2 separate regions of the Macaca mulatta genome follow, and region 2 is linked to region 1. Evidence: chromatin contacts called from public Hi-C data. All regions are on one chromosome and are shown on one strand. Each heading gives the region's core, a stretch centred on a gene start, on an enhancer-like site or on the middle of the called end of the contact. The rest is flanking DNA. Distances are from core to core; before and after follow the strand shown. Region 1 holds the start of DPCD (deleted in primary ciliary dyskinesia homolog). Region 2 holds the start of FGF8 (fibroblast growth factor 8).

Region 1 (4,727 bases), core at 1,342-3,841:
TGAGGTTCTTAGAGCAGTCAAATTCATAGAGACGGAAAGTCAAATGGTGGTTGCCAGGGGATGGGAGGAGGAGGGAATGAGGAGTTGGCGTTTGATTTACAGAATTTCACTTGAGCTGAGTGTAGTGGCACATGCCTGTAGTCCCAGCTATTCAAGAGGCTGAGGTGGGAGGATTACATGAGCCTAGGAGTTCAAGGCTGCAGTGAGCTATGATCGTACTACTGTACCCCACAGCCTGGGTGACAGAGCAAGACCCTGTCTCCAAAAAGAAAAAAATTTCCGTTGAGAAAGATTAAAAAGTTCTGAAGATGGTGGTGATAGTTGCACAACAATGTGAATGCACTTAATGCCACAGAACTGTACACTTAAAAATGATTAAAATGCTAAATTCTGTGATGTATTTATTACCACAATAAAAACAGAAAACCACTGTCCTATGAGAAAATGTCCTAAATATTTAGCAAGGCATAAGAAATCTATCACAATATGTCCTAATTTATCTGTAACCTCTCTTCATTTTCCACAACATCCCCTTATTGCTGCTTGAGAAAAGGGACCTTTTTATTCTCCCTTCTATCCTGGCATGTAGCATAGTACCTGACATAGTTACAGGTGGTTTGTTCTGACTGGGTGACTGCTTTAACATTACTAAACGTTTTGTTACTCCCCTAGTAATCAGGCACGTACCTTCACACCTTTACATATGGGCCCTTATATGTGAGTCGTTCTTCCTTGAATAGCTATCCCCTCTTCTTCACTCAGCAAACACCTATTTTAATTCTTTTTTTTTTCCTGTTTTTTTTTTTTTTTTGAGACAGGGTCTCGCTGTGTCGCCCAAGCTGGAGTGCAGTGGCATGATCTCGGCTCACTGCTGCGTCTACCTCCCTGGCTCAAGTGGTCCTCTGGCCTCAGCCACAAGGTAGCTGGGACTACGGGGCATGTACCGTGATGCCCGGCTAATTTTTGTCTTTTGTTTGTTTGTTTTTTGTCTGAGACAGAGTCTTACTCACTTGTCACCCAGGCTGGAATGCAGTGGTGCAATCTCAGTGCACTGTAACCTCCGTCTCCCGGGTTCAAGCGATTCTCCTGCCTCAGCTTCCAGAGTAGCTGGAATTACAGGTGCACACCACCATGCCTGGCTAATTTTTTTGCATTTTTAGTAGACATGGGGTTTCATCATCTTGGCTAGGCTGGTCTCGAACTCCTGGCCTCAAAGGATCCGCCCACCTCAGCCTCCCAAAGTGCTGGGATTACAGGCGTGAACCACCACACCTGGCCATAATTTTTGTATTTTTTGAAGAGATGAGGTTTGGCCATGTTGCCCAAGCTGGTCTCGAACTCCTGAGCTCAAACGATCCACCCGCCTCAGCCTCCCAGAGTGCTGGAATTACCGGCGTGAGCCACTATGCCTGGCCTTATTAATTCTTCAGGACCCAGAAACATCATCACTTCTGTTGGGTCTTCTTCCAAAGACATGTCGCTTACACCTTCACTCTTTCCTACCATTTTATACAAGACTACAACCTCTATTTAACACATCTTATTACTTAAATACATGTTTTTCCCAACCAGTCCAAGTCCTGTGACAACATATCTTTTTCTTTCTGTTCTAGTTTAGAGCTTGGCACATAGTAAAAGCCTCCCTAAATGTTGCACGAACGAGTAAATGATTTTAATTTCCACAAACTCCAGGCTTCCCTGATTGGCCTCTGCCTGTGAATGTGAATCACCAGCTATTATCTTGAAAGTCTCAGGAACTTCAGACACAATTCATCCTGGTTACCCAGTGGGTCCAGAAAGGACCCAAGTGCACAGGGGGCTGACATCGGCCAATCCTAGGGTGAGGAAAAGTTAGATATCCATGCCCCTGTGCCCACTTCTTCCATGCACAGCCCTTGGTCCTTGCTCTAGCTCCCCTTAAGACACAGAAAACATTTAGAGGTTCACTTAACAAAAATATTACAGCTGGAAAGGACCTCAGAGATAACAACGGTAGTCCATCCACTTAATTTTACAGATGAGGAAAGTGAGGCCCAAACAAGTAAAGGTGCCGACTGGAGAGCCCGTGGTGAATTAATGGCACAGTCGGAACTAGAGCCCAGGCCTCTCTCCTCTCTAAAGTCCAAAACATTCTTGGATTTCAGTTTCCTCTTCTGTAAAACGGGGTGGAAAATTAGCCTCTCAGGACAGTGGTGAGGAGCAAATGAGATAACGAATGTAAAAGAAATTACTATATTAGCAACAGAACTCAGAGCGGGGCGAGATGGTGTAGAGAAATTTAAGGGGTGTCCGGAGACATGTGTTCTGGTCATGTCATCTCTGTGAGCCTTAGTCTCCTCATCCGCAAATGCAGGACCTGGCCCGGCTGACCACCGAGACCCTTCCAGCTCTGCCGACCCAGGCCCTGAGGCCCTTCCCGGAGGGCCGGACCCTGGGGGAAAAAAACGAAGGAGCTCGCGGGGACCCTCGAGTTACCGTCCTGCAGCAGTGCAGTCTTCTGGGCTGTCCGCAGACTCTCCAACCAGCCCGTCACCGCCATCTTTCCTGTGCTAAGCAGCCCGCCCGGCCGCTGCCATGGCAACCGTTCCACTGAAGGTCACTTCCGGCTGACTCGGAAGCTATTCTGGGCATTTGCCCTCCTTCCCCCCTTCGTCCGTTCTCATTGGCTCTCCTGGTAAGTGGCCTACTCCTGCCCACCCTCGGGTGACCAACTTGGCCTGTTGTCGACCGCACCCGGGGACTGACTCTGGCGGTTGGAGAGAGACTCTTGGCGCCGGGGTTGGGCACTCCAACTCTCTACTAGCCCCGAGCTGGGATTCCCTGGCCTGCGCCAGCTGCGTACAGGGCGAGTACACCACACCTGCCTGGGTCTTCACCCCCAGCTGCGAGACTCCTCCATTCCCGGAGGGCTCCCCACACCTGCTGCGGCCGTGCCCCATCTCCCCGCAGCTGCGGCGCTGAGCATCCCCATGTCGAGAGGCTGAGACCAGGGCAGGTGCAGGGCGTTCCCACTCACCCGCGAAAGTCCGCCTCCTCAGGTTTTCCTCTGCAAGTCTGTGTTGGAGGTAGAAAAAGAGTATGTGGAGTTTATGTGCAGGTCCTCCCCAGTCTCCGCTCCATCCCCTAAAGCTCCATTTCCTAGCCCAGCATCCCATTTTGGTAAAGCCCTTCGAAGTGGGCCGCAGCAGGAGGGCTGTGCTGAATCTTTAGAGCAACCCCTTTGAGGAATGGGTATAGTTTCCTACTCCTTAAAAGTACCCCCGATGGCTCCAGCCTTCCCCTCATTTCCCCTAATACTCCAACTTTGAAAGACTGGGGAGTGTGAAGCTAGGCTAAAAAGCTAGTTTAACAGGGTTTGAAGAGATCCCCCCCAACCTCCCGCTTCCCCAAACTGGGCTGCTACCCCCTACCTCCATAGGCAAAGGGGTTGGAGATCCTTAATTCTGTATTTCCACCTGACAGCAGCCCTGACCAACCCTCCAACAGGCTGGGATGCAGCCGTACTTCAATGGATCCCAGGGGTATCTTGAAGGCGTTTCCCAAACGGAAGAAAATTCATGCTGATGCATCATCAAAAGTACTTGCAAAGATTCCCAGGAAGGAAGAGGGAGAAGAAGCAGAAGGTGAGATGACCCACTCTCAGAACCCTCATGCGCTTGAACCCTCAGCCTTCATGTGCTTCAGCCCTATGTTGTTCATGTCCAGAATCAGATATTGGAGCTGACTCTGCCTGTCCATGGACTGCAGGTCTGTTTGTATCTGCCTTGTACTAAGCTTGGTCCTGGGTCTTGGACAGGCCATTTGCTGTGTTATCTTCTTTTCTACCTGAACACCCCTATCAATTGGAAAAGACTCCCTGGACCCTCAGGGAATGACCAGTATAATTTTTGCCCTGGGGGACTGGGACAGAAACCCCCCTCCATTACCCAGGATTGTTGTTAGTTGTTTTGCAGCCAAATTGATAAATAAATAGCAGAGGCTTTGGAGGCAGGGTTGTCGGGTCTGTCAGAGTGTAAGGGCAAGAAATGTGCATTGTTGAAAGAATAAATGATAAAGGATTCAAAGTATGGAGAGAGGCTGGGCGCGGTGGCTCATGCCTGTAATCCCAGCACTTTGGGAGGCCAAGGCAGGCAGATCACCTGTGCTCAGGAGTTCGAGACCAGCCTGGGCAATGTGGCGAAACCCCGTCTCTACCAAAAATACAAAAAATTAGCCAGGCATGGTGGCACATGCCTGTAATCCCAGCTACTTGGGAGGCTGAGGCATGAGAATCGCTTGAGCCCGGGAGATGGAGGTTGCAGTGAGCCAAGATGACGCCACTGTACTCCAGCCTGGGCAACAGAGTGAGACTGTCTCCAAACAAACAAACGAAAAAAACAAAACAAAAACAAAGTAAGAAGGGAGGAGGCATTCATTCAGCAGATATTTACAGGTTACTTACAATGTGCCAGACACTTCTAGGTTGCACCAAGGAACAGGACGTATAAAAATCCTTGTCCCTTACTTTCAAGTACTGGCCTGTGAGAAAATTTGCTGTATATAGAAGGAAACCTGCCTGGATGGAAGACAAATGCTTATTTTCAGGGTAGGGGACTGTGAACATGTCATTCAGATCATGTTAGAAGTTGTATTCAGATCATGTTAGAAGTTGTGGCCAGGGGGTGGCAGATAAAATTAAAAAGTTATGACAGTAGTCATCTGGATGTTCCTTCCCCAGAGTGGCTGAG
Region 2 (4,799 bases), core at 1,955-4,454, 200 kb before region 1:
TGATGTTTACTTCCTTTCTCTTCGGTCTTGATACAATACGAGCAGAAGCTGCGGGCTCCGGGTAGGGCTGTGGGGTCTCGGTGCCTTTTCTCTTTCGGGACTGAGCGTCTCCTTTAATGGGCGGGGCCGGAACTGGCCGAGGGTCCCCAGCTTTGTGCGTGTCGGGGGCGGAGTTTGGAGAAGGCCCTTGCAGCATGGCCGCCGGCACAGCAGCTGCCTTAGCGTTTTTGAGTCAGGAGAGCCGAACGCGGGCCGGGGGTGTCGGGGGCCTGCGGGTCCCAGCCCCAGTCACTATGGACAGTTTTTTCTTCGGTATTGGGGAAGGGAGAGGCTGAGGGTGGTACTGGGGCGGTAAGAGGTAGGGATGAGAGGCGGAATGCGGAGGGTTTCACGGCGTGGGTGTGGGCGGAGGGCTGCTTTGCTGTTCCTGGAGGAGAGGGGGCCTCGCACGCACAGCCGAAGGGGGCGGCGAGATCCCTGCCCCAGATGTGTTGGGCGGGGCCCACGGCCGAGCGCCCCAGGTGTTCTGAGAGAAGAGAAGGAGGTGGACGTGTAAATGGCTCGTCCGCCCAAGGTTACACGTGACCGCGGGTTGGTGACATCCCCCACCCCCAGCCCCGTACACACGCTCAGGCATACTCACTGTTATTTCTCCCAGGCTGTGAGCTCTCCGGCCACACCCGCTCCTTCACCTTTAAGGTAGAGGAAGAGGATGATGCGGAGCACGTGCTGGCACTAACCATGGTGAGGGGCGGGGGAGTGGGGTTTCAATAAATAAGCCCAGGCAAGCAATATATGTCTCTACCCAACCCCCGGACCCCCTTTACTTGGAGACACCTCCTCAGCCTAACCCCCCGACATGGGCGGCTCCCCTGGCCAGGTGAACCGGGACCTCTGAAGCTGGGCAGGTGCTAGGGTAGATGCCTTTACTTGTGGTGTCAGCCCTCGCTTGAGGAGACCCTGAGACCCTGTGTACCCTTGCCAGCTCTGCCTCACCGAGGGAGCCAAAGACGAGTGTAATGTGGTAGAAGTTGTGGCCCGGAACCATGACCATCAGGAGATCGCAGTCCCTGTGGCCAACCTCAAGCTGTCCTGCCAACCCATGGTGAGTTCCCCAGCTCTACCCTCGTGGTGGTGGTGGTGACGGGGTTGAGGACGTCAGTACTCATTACAGTGTGGGGTGGGCTAGGAGTGGGCCAGGCCTTCATCCTTGTCTTCCTCCCAGCTCAGTCTGGACGACTTCCAGCTCCAACCACCTGTAACCTTCCGCCTGAAGTCGGGCTCTGGCCCTGTGCGGATCACTGGGCGGCACCAGATTGGTGAGAGGAGGAAAGGGCCCTCTCCTTTGCTTCCAGTAGACTCTCCCATCAGGCTTCCCCCACTCCGCACTCCTGCCCCATCCCACCTTCATCTCCCAGTGCAGTCCTGTACAGGTCTGCGTGCCCTTCACGCTGTGCCCTGTGCATGACATGCCCTCTCCTTTCCGTCTACTCAAGCCTACCTCCTCCATGGAACATGGCCCAGCTTCTCCAGCTCCAGTGATGAAGACTCCTTTGGCTCTTTGTGACCCAGTTCAGGGTCTGAGGTTCTTCCCACTTAGCCCATAAGCACTGGGAGGTCAGGGTCCCTGCAAGCCTAGAACCACAGGGCATGAAGAAATGGATGCGGTGTGAAAGTGTCTGGTCTTAACATCCCATCCTTCTACTGCTTGTGTGTCCACCAGTTACGATGAGCAATGATGTTTCTGAGGAGGAGAGCGAGGAAGAAGAAGAAGACAGTGAGGAGGAAGAAGCTGAGCTGTGCCCCATCCTTCCTGCCAAAAAGCAGGGGGGCAGGCCCTAGCCCTCCTTGGTGAGTTGCGGGGAGAAGTGCCCAGCACGCTCTGGGAAGGGGCGGGAGAAGCAGTTGAGGGCCTAGGTGCTGATTCCTTGTTTCCTCTTTTCAGGTCAGCTCCATGTGCCATGCACCGCCATGAACCCTGTTCCCCGAGAAGTTTCAAGAATTGTAAATGTTTCTTCTTCCTTGAAGAGGAGAGCTTGGGTGGGGTTTGGGTGGGAGGGACTTGGGTCTTTGGTGCTAGGAGAGGGCCTGTGCTCCACACAGCCCTGGTTTTCTGATCTTGCACCATTCTTGGGGCCTCTCTTCCCACCTGTCTGTGAGGATTAGAAGTTAGTGCCGGAAACTCAGAACTACAGATTTTTAATAGTTTTTACATTTTTGGATAAAGGTTGAAATAAAGTGGTGTGGGATTTTTGCAGCTCCTGTGTGGCTTCTTCCTGTGCTAGGTGATGTTTCCCTAGGGACCGCCAGGTGGCACTGTGGCAGCACCCAGGGTGGTCCTGGGCCTGGGGGAGGGTGGAGAACTCTGGGATCTTCTACCCTCACGACCCTGGGCTAGGACCAGGGGCCTGGGCCCCAGTTGCCTTGCTGGAAGAGGACCTCCCAACACTCAGCCCGTTTTCAGTCTCTGCAGGTGGGGGAGGGCCATCGCAGGAGGTTATCAGCATCCAAACAAGGGGTCTGGGCCTCTGTCAGCACTCAGGCTGATGGGCAGGGGGCAGATAAGCGGGCTTGGGCAGCCTGAGGAATGTGCGTCCCTAGCCCCATGAGGGGCTCCGGCCCAGAGAGGGCCTGTGAGGGCAGGGTGGGACCAGGCTTCGCTCCTCCTTTGAGCCTCGCAGGCCCTCTTGAGCAGGGCTGGGACCTTACAGAAACCTGACTCCGGGGGCCAGATGGAGGGGACTAGCCAGATTGGGTGACAGGGAAACCAGAATCCGGGTGGCCTGGCATATGGGGGCAGAAAAGGGCCCCTGGGAATTGGCCTCCTGGACTAAGGGGTTCTTGTCCCCCACACCCCGTGGGGTCTCTGGTGCCTGGAATCAGGTAGTTTTGGCACTTGGCTGTCTTTGTGCCAGGAAGAAGGGACACACCTGATTTGAGGATGAGTGTGTGTGACCAGCTCTGGGGTCAGCAGTTCAGCAGCTGTGTGTGGGGGGGGGGGAGGATTGTCAATGCCCACAAACAAACAAACAAACAAAACATTGCCTCCCGAGACAGCCTGGGGCCACAAAGGCTGAGGATAGACAGAGAACAGGGCCTGATGGGGGTCAGGCCAACTCCTACCCCCAGCCTCTGGGCAAGGGGGAGGGGCTCCGGGATATCATGGGCTGGTGGTTTTGGGGCAGGTGAGGTCAGCTTTGAAGACCTTGCGTCCTCAGTACCTACCCGCACGCTCTTCAGCGCATCCCTAGTGAAGGAGATTCTCCCTGAGCCCGTGGTGAGGAACTAGGGGTCCAATTTCCAACCTCCCTCTTCCTCAAGTTGAGGACAAAGGGAGATGACGCCCGTCTGTGTTGCGGTGATCTGGGTCGCAGGCGCCTTTCTCCGCTCCAGGACGACTCTTAAAAATGCTTCCCTGGGGAACCCAGCGGAGGGGCGGCCTGGCTGGAAACCATGGGTCTCGCTGCGGAGCGCGGTCGACAGGCAGAGGGAAGGCCGGGCTGGCGCCCTCTGGCGGGCGAGGTAGAAGCCGTTCGTGGTCGTACCGCTCCCCTGGCCTCTAGAGGCTCCGGGCGGGCGCCCTGGGGCCGGGGCCTCCGAGTCCCGCCAGTGCTCTGGGCGGCCGAATCTTGGGCAGAAGCCGGGGGAATGCCATTGAGGCTTGCTTGCATGCGTGCATACGTTCATTCATTCATTCAAACGACTCGAGTTGGAGCGGGGAAGTCGGGCTGCGGCCCTCACTCCTCTTTCCCTTCCTTCCTCCTTTTGGCCCCAGCCTCCAAAGGCCTCGGCACGTGCGTGGCAGGAGGAGCGGGAGACTGGCTGAGTGCCTCGCAGAGTCCTCTCTCCGGGGAGGCCTCCCTAGCTGACCCATCTACACCCTGCGCGGCGCCGCCCCAATATTTATCCCACCCACCCCCCGCGATGGCACTGATCGCTCCGTGCATTCTTCCCGGTTTTCTGGGTCGGTCTCCCGGTGGGAGCGGGCCAGCGCCGAGCACGCTCCTGCCCGCAGTGGGGGCCCAATCCACATCAGCCTCTCGGCCCAGGAGTATCTTGGCCGGTTGGGGCGCCCTGCGGACACAGCTGGGCATAGTTTATTCCTCTCTCCACGCCCCCGCCTCTCCTCGAGCCCTCTTCTCTGCCCTTCAGCGCACAGTAGGAGCGCTGCCGGCTCACTGTGACCTCACAGCCCTGGGGGATGAAGGCATACGCCGGGGTTTGCCGACTGCTGGAGGAAGGGCAGGCTCCTATTTGGGGGCCGAGGGAGACGACTCCCAGACAGCGGCCGAAGTGCTTAACGTAGTCTCGGCGATTTGCATTTGAACGGTCGGCGGTGAGTCCGCGGCGCTTTGAACGCCCGGCGCAGGAAGCGCGCGTCGGAGCAAGCTGCGGTCTCCGGCGGGTGTGGATTGGAGGGGCCAGGGGCTGGGCTGGGATCGAGGGGTGCGTTTGGAAATAGGCTGAAGGAGTGTGTCTGGGTGCCGGCGAGGGCGTGTCTGCGGAGACGGGCCGTGTGTTGCCGAGGAGTGTGTGTTTGTGTTTGCAGGTGAGGGAGTTTGTGTCTGTGCGTGTGTGTGTTTGTGTTTGCGGAGTGTGGGGGCGGCCGGGAAAGGTGGCTGGGCTGTCACTCAGCGATCAGGTTGACAGGCGCTCCCTCATCTGGGCCAGGGAGCTCTGATTGCAGATTCGAGGAAACAAAATAGCAATTGTAATTACCCGGCTTTGATAAGATAAAGGAGGGAGGGAGCTGGCCGGGAGGCGGGTGAGCCAGCGAGGGAGGGAGCGGCCTGCGGGGG

What was found. Hi-C and Micro-C count contacts between places; a contact is called where the count stands out from the background.
Region 2: a contact with region 1 is called in a Hi-C map of fetal cortical plate, with 2.5 times the contacts expected there. The contact joins the promoter of FGF8 here to the promoter of DPCD in region 1. A contact is called at or near these places in 5 of 14 Hi-C or Micro-C datasets (blood, cortical neurons, fetal cortex germinal zone and 2 more).

Annotation. Positions count from the first base shown.
Region 1 is chr9:113,662,178-113,666,904 of T2T-MMU8v2.0, reverse strand. It overlaps DPCD (deleted in primary ciliary dyskinesia homolog), which reads right to left and starts at 2,591. Exons shown (of 6, transcript XM_077947364.1): 1 at 2,476-2,591. The coding sequence starts at 2,539. It overlaps POLL (DNA polymerase lambda), which reads left to right and starts at 3,472. Exons shown (of 8, transcript NM_001266906.2): 1 at 3,472-3,623; 2 at 4,718-4,727. The coding sequence starts at 3,509. LOC144331275 (a long non-coding RNA gene) reads left to right here and starts at 771. Exons shown (of 2, transcript XR_013398313.1): 1 at 771-1,241; 2 at 1,378-1,459.
Region 2 is chr9:113,862,476-113,867,274 of T2T-MMU8v2.0, reverse strand. It overlaps FGF8 (fibroblast growth factor 8), which reads left to right and starts at 3,204. Exons shown (of 5, transcript XM_077947363.1): 1 at 3,204-3,277. NPM3 (nucleophosmin/nucleoplasmin 3) reads left to right here and starts at 178. Exons shown (of 6, transcript NM_001194502.3): 1 at 178-312; 2 at 659-744; 3 at 986-1,105; 4 at 1,226-1,319; 5 at 1,724-1,851; 6 at 1,946-2,261. The coding sequence starts at 195. The coding sequence ends at 1,842.